2 separate regions of the Mus musculus genome follow, and region 1 is linked to region 2. The links are chromatin contacts, called in public ChIA-PET maps. All regions are on one chromosome and are shown on one strand. Each heading gives the region's core, a stretch centred on a gene start, on an enhancer-like site or on the middle of the called end of the contact. The rest is flanking DNA. Distances are from core to core; before and after follow the strand shown. Region 1 overlaps Mrtfb (myocardin related transcription factor B). Region 2 holds the start of Mrtfb (myocardin related transcription factor B).

Evidence for each region. ChIA-PET counts read pairs in DNA pulled down with a chosen protein or histone mark.
Region 1: an RNA polymerase II ChIA-PET map of memory CD8 T cells shows a contact between it and region 2, with 51 read pairs. The contact joins the enhancer-like site here to the promoter of Mrtfb in region 2. A contact is called at or near these places in 4 of 39 promoter capture datasets (3T3-L1-derived adipocytes, hippocampal neurons, liver and 1 more), 6 of 484 Hi-C or Micro-C datasets (cortical neurons, liver, monocyte-dendritic cell progenitors and 1 more), 7 of 115 datasets of contacts at active chromatin or transcription factors (the SCID.adh cell line, bone marrow-derived macrophages, embryonic stem cells and 3 more) and 3 of 9 other capture datasets (adipose tissue, liver and pancreatic islet).

The regions. Positions count from the first base shown.
Region 1 is chr16:13,304,911-13,310,888 of GRCm38.p6, reverse strand. The region is part of intron 2 of Mrtfb (myocardin related transcription factor B); the gene reads right to left. Among named protein-coding and RNA genes, the nearest start is that of Mrtfb, 51 kb to the right of the region's middle. Within about 2 kb of position 4,393, at least 16 of the 459 cell types and tissues checked have an H3K27ac peak or open chromatin away from gene starts, as enhancers often do. A contact at or near this core is called in memory CD8 T cells, where this site is marked.
Region 2 is chr16:13,253,580-13,259,772 of GRCm38.p6, reverse strand. It overlaps Mrtfb (myocardin related transcription factor B), which reads right to left and starts at 3,292. Exons shown (of 17, transcript NM_001122667.2): 1 at 3,219-3,292.

The sequences.
Region 1 (5,978 bases), core at 3,144-5,643, 50 kb before region 2:
CTTTGTTTTCAACCACCATTTTCTGAACTATCTCCTATAAACATATCAGAGTCCTTAAGAAAAACATACCTTCTCTTGACAATGTAAAACCTTTAATCACAACTTGGCAATGAGCTCAGAATATTATGGCCCATCTACCAGAGGCCTGATGTGTGCAACTCACTCACTGAGCATGAGAGGAGCATCCCCTCATGTAGCAACAGCAGCTAAGTGCACAGAACAATCTGTTATTTTATGTTTTCAAAGGGAAACAGTCTTCAGCAAAAGATTGGCAACAGGATATTTTTGGAAAAAAATGACAGAGGATCATGTAAAAATGACTAACTGGATAAAAGTGGAGTGTTGGCTAGCCCTCACCACTCCCTAAGCCATGCCCACACTTAGGGCACCTCCTATCTGCCTTTTTGCCTGGGATAACTGTTCTCTCAGTCAGGCTAGATGACCATTAAACCACAAGCTAGAATTCCATCTCCTTTTAAACCCCAAAGGAATCTGAAAAGTGATAGAGTCAGTCTCAATGGAACTGAGGAAAGAGGAAAAGAGGAAGCCAAGTCCTTGGCTCTGCCCTCACATCCACCGTGCCACAGGGGCCTCAAGCAAGGCTAAGGCAGCTGCCTGGGGCTCCCAGCAAGCATTCACAACAGTGTAATACTTGGAACTCTTCCCCTGCACACTCAACTGCAGGTAGAGCACTAGAGAAGTCAGTCAGCAGCAACACAGTCCTCAGATACAGGCAAATATTCTGACAGATTTTATTTGCAACTATATGGGAATCCTAACACCTATCAAAAACAAATGCAAAGACAGAGTACCAAGTTGTAGACAACCTAAGCAGAACACACTTCTTAAAAGCATTAATACAGAAAAGCAGAAATAACCAGACAGTTGGTGCATTCATCCCACTGAAATTACACCATAATGAATGGATCCTTATGTACTTTAAAGATAGCCTTACTTTGTAACTAAGGAAAACAAAGGTATAGGAATGAACAGAACAGACTATGAGACCGTATGCCAAAGAAATAGAGAACGTGCAGCAAGAGAAGTAAGGGGCAGAAGAAGCTGTGCCCTGAGGCAGACTTGGGAGTGACAGGGCTGAACTATATAAACTATATAAACCCGGCTAGCCTTGGACTCACATAGATCCTTCTGCCTCGGCCTGCACTACCACACGCTGCTTTAACGCTAAGTTAATTGCAGTGAAATGGAAGACAAAGGAGCTCCACAGCTGTACAGTCACATTCCAAGTGCTGATGGCCTCACACAGACATCAAGGGCTGCACTGCACCTCCACATATCTCTGGGCCTCCACTGACTTAGCAGTGCATCTATAGTCTGTAAAGTGTATGAAGACATTCTCAATTTGAAAAACAAACAAACAAACAAAACAAAACAAAACAAAAACAGTGAGTTTTTTCTCCTCAGTTGGTGTCTTTTTAATTCTTCGTTTCCAATCACTACAAAGCAGCAAAGGCTGCTTAAGCCTGTAATAACCTCATAGCAGCCAGTTTTCTCCTCGTTGGTTCTCGCTAACTTGAGAGTCCAGATAGACAGCTATATCTGGAACATGGTGATGTACTGCTGCCCCTGAAACCTAAAGAGGTTGTACTACCCTTGCTCAGGAGGAGCAGGGCAGCTGACAGAAACCCCTGCAGTTTAAACAAACATTTTAAACTGAAGCTTTTCTTTAGAAGAACAATGATATTTAAATATAGCATTCTTTTTTATTCAACTCAGTACAAAGTAAAGAGGAAAAAATACACTTAAGCTAAAAAGCTTAAAAACAAAGAAGAAAGAGAAGGAGAGTGGCAGGAGCAGGAGACCACCTTCATATGGAGATGGAGATGGTGCCTCCTGGTGATCCTCACTATGGTCAGCCTTAGGCTTTCTCACTGAGGACAAGGAGTCAGTTGAGAGATCTCCAGACAGACACAGGCACACTGGGAATGGGGACAGGGCGGGGTAAAGTGCAGGGACTCTCAGCCCCGGGACTGAAGCTAAAGGTCTAGGGCCTCAGGCCTGACTACTATATCCACCAACACCAGTAGCCCACTAGGTGCCAGAGAGAGATCTAATGTGGGCCTCAAAGCCCTCAGAAGTATCAAGCCTACCAGCTTCCATATCGAAGTGACCAACTCCTCCACTAAACTCTAATCCGATCACGGCAGGGCCTCCTGGAATGTATGCATGAGGCCATGTATACACATGAAGACTATGGCAAGTGTGAAAGGTAGCAGGACTGTACCCAATGAAGGCCATACATGCTGAGCAACCCAAACAAATGACAAAGTAGCATTGTAATCTGAGGGAAATGTGCAATGTGAGGTTGGCCCATGTCACTAGTGTGTTTACATGGAAACTTGCTCCTTATCTTATTCCCTATCTTATGCTCCAACATAAGATAGGGAATAAGAGAGGGAGCAGAGTACAGATGGGCAGACTAACATTGAAAAACAGGACAAACTTTTGGGGGAAAAAAAAGACAAAAAACAAAAACATAGTATGACACTTTATTAACTTTCTTAGTGTTCTTTAGAGTCACAGAACTTATAGGATGAATCTATCTATCCATCCATCCATCCATCCATTCATCCATCCATCCTATCTATCTAAAGAACTTATTAGAATAACTTACAGGCTTCAGTCCAACTAATCCAACAATGGCTAGCTATGAAGAAAAAGTCCAAGAATCTCGTAGTTGCTCAGTCCCTGCAGGCAGGTCTTCTGTGTGTGCTGGAATCCTGAAGAAGCAGGCTCCAATACCAGTGAAGCAATGAATGTGCTAGTCCCAAACTGCAAAGCCTTCACACTTTTTGCGATTCATCTATGGCCCAAACTTACCAGAACCATGTGAGAGCAGAATCAGAATCTGCCCGCCTGCCTGCCCGCCCGCCTGCCTGCCTGTCTTAAGGCTGTATGAACCCTGGTTAATGTTTAGTGCTGCTATAGGTTCTGTTCCAGACTTACAGGGGACTATACTGTCTCCTTAGAACTGAAGACAGTTAGAGAGCTCACATTTGTAAACGCAGTTCTCAGTAGTGAGTAGATAGTGTAATCTCAGCATCAAGGAGGGTAAAAAGTTCAACACCAACCTGGACTACATGGTCTCAATAATAACAACAACAACAATAGTTTATAAAATAGTATTTTATTAATCATTTAATAAGTATTAGAATAATTAATGTTAATTATAAATATTAATAATGAATAAATATTACTGTTGAAATGTTTAAAACTGTAAAAATCATACTAAGCAAAATAAGACCAACTTATATAAATACTACATGTTTTCTCTTATGTAGAGTCTAGAGTCTTAAGAAAAGACATAAACGTAGACAGGGAAACTATTTGGAATAGGAGGAATAACAGCAGGACAGGAGGGTCAAGATGGTAGTAATGGTAAGTTCAATTCTTTATATGCATGTAGGGAAAATCATAATAAGACATGCATTGGGTACAGGGTTCAGTAACAGTGACCATAGAGCTACACAAGAAGAATGAATGTTTTATAAATTAATTAAATTGAATAAATAGGAGACTGAATGATTTGTGTGCTCATTGCTGTTGACATGAACAGTGTGAACCTGCACAGCACACATGCATGCCACATGATTAAGTTTAGGGACTTGTTCCTTAAAGTCATGGCAATAGGATCCCAGTGACTAGGTGGGATTCAGATGGTTTGTGGAAAGCAAAACAATAAAAACCCTTTGCATAGAAGTTTCCTCATTTCCTTCCTAATTCCTTCTCGGGTAGCTAGCTGCCCAGAAGAAAGAGAGCCCCTGCCAATGGGCTAAGTCTGGATGCAGCTGCTGCCTGGAACATGAAAGAGATGGGAAGTCACTCTCCAAACCACTGTTTACACACCACTCACCTGACTCAGTTGTCAGCAGGAAGATGCTTTCTGCACTTGGGTCAAGTGATAGTGGCTATAGCCATGGCTTCAGAGGAAGGACACAGGCCTCTCTTACCGCTCTTTTATTCAAAATTATCTACGAAGAACTTTCTGGGGGATGGGGAACTATTTATTTTTATCCTGGGGCCCAATCAAGATGGCCCCTTGGGGGCTGCAGATACTAACAATATACAGATGTGGGGATGTAGGGTCTATGATGACAGAAGCCTAGAGTAAGCTGTGGTGAGGAAGTCTGGGATGACAGTCCATGGAGAGGGAACCAGCATTCAAGGAACTTTACAAAAACCTTCCCGAGAAGGTAAAGCTGGGAGCTAAAAATGTAACTAGCATTTCTTAGCTCAAGGGAACACGAACAAGAGAAAGAAACTACACCCAAGCAAAGCAGAAGAGTGAAAAGTAACTGTAGAAAGCAGGATGAGGTGAGGCACAGAAGCCAAGGTCACCAATGCTGGCAGAAGAGGGCAGCCACCCAGAGGAAATCCTGTTTGAAACTGGTTTCTACTTCTGAGGTTCTGGAAGCTGCTTTGCCCCTAAAAACACAATACAGATAGGAACTTGAACATGAAAGGCTGAAATCTTACTCTGCTGTGGGGAGAGTCCTTCTGTGCCCCAAAGCATACCTGATTTGTACTTCAAGAGGGTAGGAGGAACACTGCAGCATCTAGGGAGCTCAAGAGTCTGTGTAGCAAATGAAGTGGTGCAATGTGCAGCTGCTGCTGCTGCTATAAAGCAAGACAGGCTGGCAAGACACTTTTCGACAACAAATTTACCAGAAACATAATCTGAGCTATTCAGATGTCAATGGGAAAATCTGGCAGTGTTCAAGTTTCCAACCACAGCTCTAGCAGCATAACTTGTATTCTGTAGTTTGAACTGTGACAGTTTGAAAGCAAATGCTGGTACTCTGTTCCAAAGACCCAAAGTAATAACCCAACCCCATGCCTGCTCCATCCTGAACTTCGAGGGTTCAAGAGTTAGCACATCTTTTCTTCCCAACTGTTTGCTAGCCCACCCATTCCTTTCTTCCTTTCTCTGGTTATGTGCACTCAGCACTCCACTAACATTTATGAGCATCTGCAATCTGCCAAGTTCTATAATAGGTGCAGGGAAAATGTACCATTAAAAATATGTCCCACAACAGAAGAATGGATACAGAAAATGTGGTTCAATTACACAATAGCATACTACTCAGCTATTAAGAATGAGGACATCCTGAGTTTTGTAGGCAAATGGACAGAACTAGAAACTATCATCCTGAGTGAGGTAGCTCAGACCCAAAAGGACATGCATGTTATGTACTCACTAATAAGTGGATATTAGCCAAAAAAAAAAAAGTACAGAATACCCAAGATACAGTCCACAGAACTCAAAAAGGTCAACAAGCTGAAGTGCCCAAGTGAGGACACCTCAGTCCCACTTGGGAGAGAGAAGAAAGCCATCACAATTGAGGAGTACCTGGGAGGGAAAGAGGAGGGGGTGTTGGGGGAGGTTGGGGTGGTGGGTAACCTGATCTGGTATTGGGTGAGGGGAAAGAACTGAAGCCCTAAGGGCCAGCAGAAAGAATGGAAACAGGCAACCTCATGAAGTAGGAGGTTGGGGGGGGGGGGGGGGCCTCCAGAATGCACCAGAGACCTGGGAGATAAGAGACTCTCAGGAATCAAAGGGAGGTACCTTAGATGAAATGCCCTACAGTGGGGAGAGGGAACTTACAGAGCCCACCTCCAGCAGGAAGACAGGGCATCAAGTGAGGGAGGGGGTTGCCATCCCACAGTCACCTCTCTGACCCATAATTGTTTCTGTCTGAAAGAATTACAGAGATGGAAATGGAGAGGAGCCTGAGAAAAAGAAGGTCCAGCGACAGGTTCAAAGTGGGATCCAGCTCAAAGGGAAGTCCCAAGGCCTGACACTATTACTGAGGCTATGGAGTACTCACAAAAAGGGGTCTATCATGACTGCCCTCTGAAATACCCAACAAGCAGCTGAAAGAGTCAGATACAGATATTTGCACCCAACCAATGGACAAAAGCAGCTGACCCCTTGTTGTTGAATTAGGGAAGGTGGA
Region 2 (6,193 bases), core at 2,043-4,542:
GACCCATTCCAAAAAAGTTATAAAGAAAAGGATGAGCTTTGCAGAATGGAAAAGCAACTAAAGCGGCCAATTAGAATAACTCACATTCACCTAATTCGTGCACAGGCCACTACCGCACGTGAGGCTCTCCTCTCAACATTAAAAAAAATCATGGCTCTGAGAGTGACTGTGATTTTTAAATCTTCAGAATAAAAATATCAAGTTAAGATGGAAGGATCTAGAAAGGTGAGTAGCTTCATTTTGCAAGTCATTCTTTGGATTCAGTTTTTATTGTTAGAAATCAACCAATGTTTGTATAGTCCTATTTCCCTTAGATGGCATCGTCAAGACACACTCTTAATTCATAATTCATACTTAATTCATTTAAGAACAGGTAGGTTGTGCTGGCTGGTCCTATGTCAACTTGACACAAGCTAAAGTAATCTGAGAAGAGAAAGCCTCAACTGAGTTTAGCTTGTGAACAAGCCTGGGCTGCATTTTCTTGACTGCTGACTGCTGTGGGAGGCCCAGCCCACTGTAGGCGGTGCCACCCCTAGGCAGGTGGTCCTGGGCTCTGAAAGAAAGCAGGATGAACAAGCTAGTAGTGTTCCTTCCTTCAAGGCCTCTCCACCAGCTCTTCTTCCAGGTTCCTGCCCTGAGTACCTACGCTGACTTTCTAAAATGATGGACTGATAGGGAAGTGTAAGCAAAAACAGACCTCTTCTTCCCAAGTTTCTTTTGGTCATGTGTTTACCATGGCAGAAAATCCTAACTAGAATAATGATTAATAAAAACAACCAAAACAATTGGCCTTTTTTTTACCCTGGAACTGGATAGTGTTTGCCTAATGCAATAAAAATGAATTACTTTCACTTAGATGAATTGTTCAACTTTACAAGGGTTCATTGTATCTATGTCTAGACAACTTTAAATGTGGCATCCTATTTTCATAAGTCTTTACTTAGATGTTAATTTCCATAGTGCCTTTCTAAAGTAATAAGCAATACAGAATAAATGTTCTATAGCAAGAAGCAACTTATATTTAAAGAAAAAAAGGCAAAAATAAACTTTTTCAGATTTAAACAATTTGGAATTTACTGCTGTAGCTACAAATGGACTGAGCTGAACTTTTCTTGATTTTTTTTCCCCTTCCATGGAGAAGTTTCCAATGAAGACAAGCTTGTTTGTGAGCCAACCCCTAGAACTGCTTAGATAGGTAATTTTAGTTTTCACTTTTGAGCACATCTGTATTCTCCAAATGCACTACTATCCCTAAGTAGAAAAGGCTCCGGGGCTACACTGGTACTCAAGGACACTCCCAACAGCCCATCACCATCCTGGCTTCCAACTCCACTCTCACCTCATGCCAGTCAGCAGTTCAAGTGTGACCAACATTTCCAACAAGGATTCCCCCAAAAGAGAAACAACTGCAGATGAACAGGTACTAACCTGGCTCCTGAGAGCCAGAGATGATGATCCATGAAAGAGTCCCTAGCCAGAGGCTGTCTTTTTATGTATCAGACTCACAGAGAGAATTTTATTTTTACTTCCCAGTGAAAAGTGTGTATTAGATTCTGCTGTTATAATTAGCTAGATAGTGGAGCGTGTGCTTTATATAGTGGTTCTCAAGAGGGCAGAACTGTCCCCATAGCACATTGTTAGTTACTGAAGAGACTCCTAGACGGCAGCGGAAAGCATCTGCAGTGTTTCCAGCCCTGGACCGAGAGCCATCTAACACATGAGTGGTGGAGGTGATAATGAAGGCTACCCTGGCCCACTATAGATTAACATACTTTAGGATTCAATATTGAACCATGTGGCAAGTCATTCTCGAAAACACCCACCACCCTGCCCCAATTATGTAGTCCAACAAGGTGAAGGAAAGGGAACTGTGTGAACTTCCACAGCACATTACACCTGCATCTACTAGACACACATGGAGCATACTGCCAAGTGCAACAATTTCAATCTTCTATTTCCTTATTACTAACAATAAGCATGAGGGATTTTGTGTACTCCATTAAATGTAGAGAACTCGGGCTTTGTATTGGTTACAATGTAGCCTGGAATACAGCATCCCTGGAGGGCTGTATTATCTGAGCCTAACCAGAGACAGGCTGTGATTTATCTTGCACGCTGTCAGTCAGCCTACATTGTTTTTCTCATTAGCATCAATTACCCCAAGTAACACGGTTTTATCTCAGGTCCCAATCTTTGTTCCTGACTTTGAGACTCACTGTCCCACAAGTGCATGCGTACATACGTGAGTGTGTGTCTCCAAACATACTCACTAGCCGCAGGGTCCGTGATATTACGTCCTACCTAGCTGGGTGTCTGGGCTGCACTAACGCCATAGCACGTATTTCTTCTTCACATCTAAAGGAGAGCACTCTACTGACCTTGGATCACGTATAGGAAGATATAGTATGAACTTCGTGTCAGGGTGGCAAACATTTGCCACAGAACCAAAAGTTAGGAACTTCACAACCGCTCATCCTAAGAGTGCGATCTCAAGCTTCAGAAAAGAATCAAACTTTTCAAAGTTTCTTTGCCTGAGGCAAACCTTGAGCTATCCTCGTGGCCTGAGACCCTACACCCGCCGCACCCCTCGTCACTGTCACACCGCGTCTGCTCATACACAGGGCCAAAGGGTAGCTTCTGAACACTGAGAACTAGGCAAAGTTTCAGGGACAGAACAAAAGCGGTGGAAAACTTTCTCCCTGGAAACCCGGAACGCTGCGTGCGTGCAATTTCGGGAGGGCTTGCAGACACACCCTCTGCAGCCCCGCGGGGACCCCAGGGGAAGAGCCGCGAGCAGGGCTGGGGAGGAGGATGGAAGGTGAGTCCGGGGCGTGGGCCGTCCCCATCCCACCACGTCCCCGTCGAGTGGCTCCGGCCAAGGCGCTGCTGCACCTCACTGCAGTTCCAGCGTGGGAGCGCGCAAGCGAAGCGCCTGGTACCAACTCCAGGCTGCCCGGGAAGATCGGGCCGCGGCCGCACACAGGGGACCCCCGACGAGGGAAGCCCGGACCCGGTAGCCCCGAGACCGCGGCCGCCCCGCCCCGCCCCGCCCCGCGCGAGTCCCGGGACAGCGCGCACCCGGAGGCGCCGCAGCAACCTCGAGGGGCCACCGAGGACGCGGGCCTTCCGTCCGTCCCTCTCCCGGGGCCCGGCCTCGCCCTCCGCAGCTCTCCCCTGCCTCAGTCCCAACGGCCGCCTCGCACCCGCTCGCCGCTCACCTCCCCGGCCGCTGCCGCCGCCGCCGCCACCGCTGCCGCAGCTACCACCGGATCTCGCGAGACTTCGCTCCGCCCCCGTGCTTACCCTCCTCCCGTCTGAAGGCACGGAGCCCGTCCTGGAAGCTCCAGGTAGCGCCGAGCCGACTCCCGGAGGTTTACACCCTGCTTCCCTTCTCCCACCCGGCATCCGCCCTCGCCCCTGACCCGGAAAAGTTAAAACCCAGGTGCGAGGCCGCCCGCTCCCGCCGCGCTCTCACCTGGCTGCCCCGGGGCGCATGCGCAGCTGGGCTGCGGAGCTGGGAGCTCTTTGGTTGCTGCCTAAGCTCTGGCTGCTCCCAGTCAGATAGATGGTCAGTCAGTGCCGGCTACCCTAGCAAGCAAACAGCTCATGCTGCCTCACTAAGTGCATTCTTGCCGCCTCCCCATTCCAGAAGGAGGTTGCAGCGGACGAGCAGACCGGCCTGTGGAGTCGGTGCGTTTCTGATGCCACACCCGCACCTGTAGGAACCCCTCCTCTTGAGCCCTGCCTCACTCTCCACCCCTCTGTAGTTCTTCCGAGTGGAAGAAGTGACCCCAATAGGGGGTCTGTTGCAACCCATCTTAATGCAACTAGACAAGAGAACGCTTTTCACACTTTCTCCAACTCTGTAGAGCCCTAAAAGCAAAATATGTTCGAAAACAGTGGGAGAACCCAGGATAGAATGGTTCATGGACATAGAGCCAGGGCATTCGTGGAGTTAGGTCAGCTGTTCGGGGCCACAGGGGGTCGCATATCAGATTCTGTGTATCATTTACATTGATTCATAACAGCAAAATAACTTTATGGTTGGGGGATCACCACAACATGAGGAACTGTATTAAAGGGTCCCAGCATTAGGAAGGCTGAGAACCACTGCATTACGGTGTGACTTCTTCCCAAAAGAAAACTTAAGAGTAATTGCTTCTAAGGAAGAGAGGCTGGCATAGTGAGATGCACTAAAGTGGGTACCCATAACCTCGTGCCTTAGAGTTTTACTGCTGTAAACAGAAAATTGCCATGACCAAGGCAACTCTTATAAGGACATTTAATTGGGGCTGGCTTACGGGTTCAGAGGTTAAGTCCGTTATCATTAAGGCAGGAACATGGCAGCAACCAGGCAGATATGGTACAGAAAGAGTTGAGAGTTCTACAGCTTCATCTGAAGGCTGCTAGGAGAAGAATGGCTTCCAGGCAGCTAGGGTGAGAGCCTTAAAGCCCATGCCCACAGTGACACACCTACTCCAACAAGGCCACATCTTCTAATAGTGCCACTCCCTGGGCAGAGCATATACGAACCATCACACTTCCGAAGCCTGCAATAAAGAAAATACCCATATGGTCTTAGTAACACAGTATTTGAATTTGCATGACTCTAGGGCCTGGCACTGCCTTGTGACAAGGTCTTTGTCTTAGTTTGAGTTTCTATTGCTGTGAAGAGACATTATGACAACTCTTATAAAGGAAAACATTTAATTGGAGCTGGCTTACAGTTCAGAGGTTTAGTATAGTATAGTCATGATGGGAAACATGGCAAAGTGTGGGAAGACATGGTATTGGAGAGGCAGCTGAGAGTTCTACATCTGGATTTTCAGGCAGCAGGAAGAGAGATTGAGCCACTGAGCGTGGCTTGAGCTTTTCAAAACTCATAGCCCACCTCAGTGACACACTTCCTCCAAGGCCACAGCTCCTAATAGTGCCATACCCTGTGGGCCTATGGGGGCCATTTTTATTCAGTCTTGTTTTGTATATTCCTGTGAGCTGGCCCCTCTGTGACAGCTTCTGCAGAATCAAGAGCCTGGAAGGTTCTATCTCATCCCTGAAAACTGCACTGAGGCCTGCTAAGCTAACCCATCCTGATGATCTCATAGTGTCAACAAATGTGGGTCCAGACCTTCCTTACCTGTGCTGCCTGGAAACCACTCCTCTTACAGAGACCGAACATATAGATGTTGAACGTGATGATGTAGCCCAATAAAATGGGGTGTGGATGAAGAAAGGAAATCCCAGACCTCCATAGGCAGGTTCTCCAGGGAAAGAACCAACAGATACCCTATAGATGCATGAGAGGACTTACCATGGATGCTAAGACCCACAATATGCTGCCAGCAAGACTAGCAATGATGGAAGACGCGACAAGTTCAAGTTCAAAGGCCTGAGAACCAGAATTGCTGACGATATAACTCTCAGTTTTAGGCTGAAGGCCCAAGAAAAAGGAAGGAGTTGGGAGGGAACTGGCCACGTCTCAGAGTCTGAGAATCAGAGCCTTTGAATGTCTCCTGGTGAAGGACAGAAGACTGGTGTCCCTGGCTCTACAAGACTGTACCAGTTTGTCTTCAGCTCTTAAGGCTTACTCGGCCCACTGAGGCAAGTCTTTTCCAGGCCTGCCTCACATTGTCACACACCTCAGTGGAAGTAGGTGTTGTTTCTTTTTCACAGATAAATTCAACAAGAGTCTAGACAATGAGTGGACTTGCCTAAGGACACGCAATTGGTGAGCGGCAGTTAAGAATCCCATTCTAGGTCATTGACTCCAAACCTACAAACCCTGCTTTGGTGACCTACAAATTCTTTCCTATTCTACTGTACATTCCTATTATATGTAAAGGCATGCACATGCCTAGTGTATGTAAAGGCATATACTGCTAATACTAGCACCCAGGTCTATCCCTGGGATCCACATGATGGAAGGAGAAAACTGACCCATACAAGTTGTCTCTGACCTCCCATCCTACAAATTTCCTGAGATCAAGATTTCAACATAAAGTTTTACATGTTTCTCTCTGGAACCATACTGTCAGTGGTCTCATTGAAAATAAGGCCATAAATAGACTTCGCAGGATGAACTAAGCTAACATACACGGTGCATTTGTAAAAGTATACTAGCCAGACTGGGACACTCTTACATGGGAAAGAACTCTGTCGTGCCTGTCTCATTCCTTTTTTTCCAATATAAACT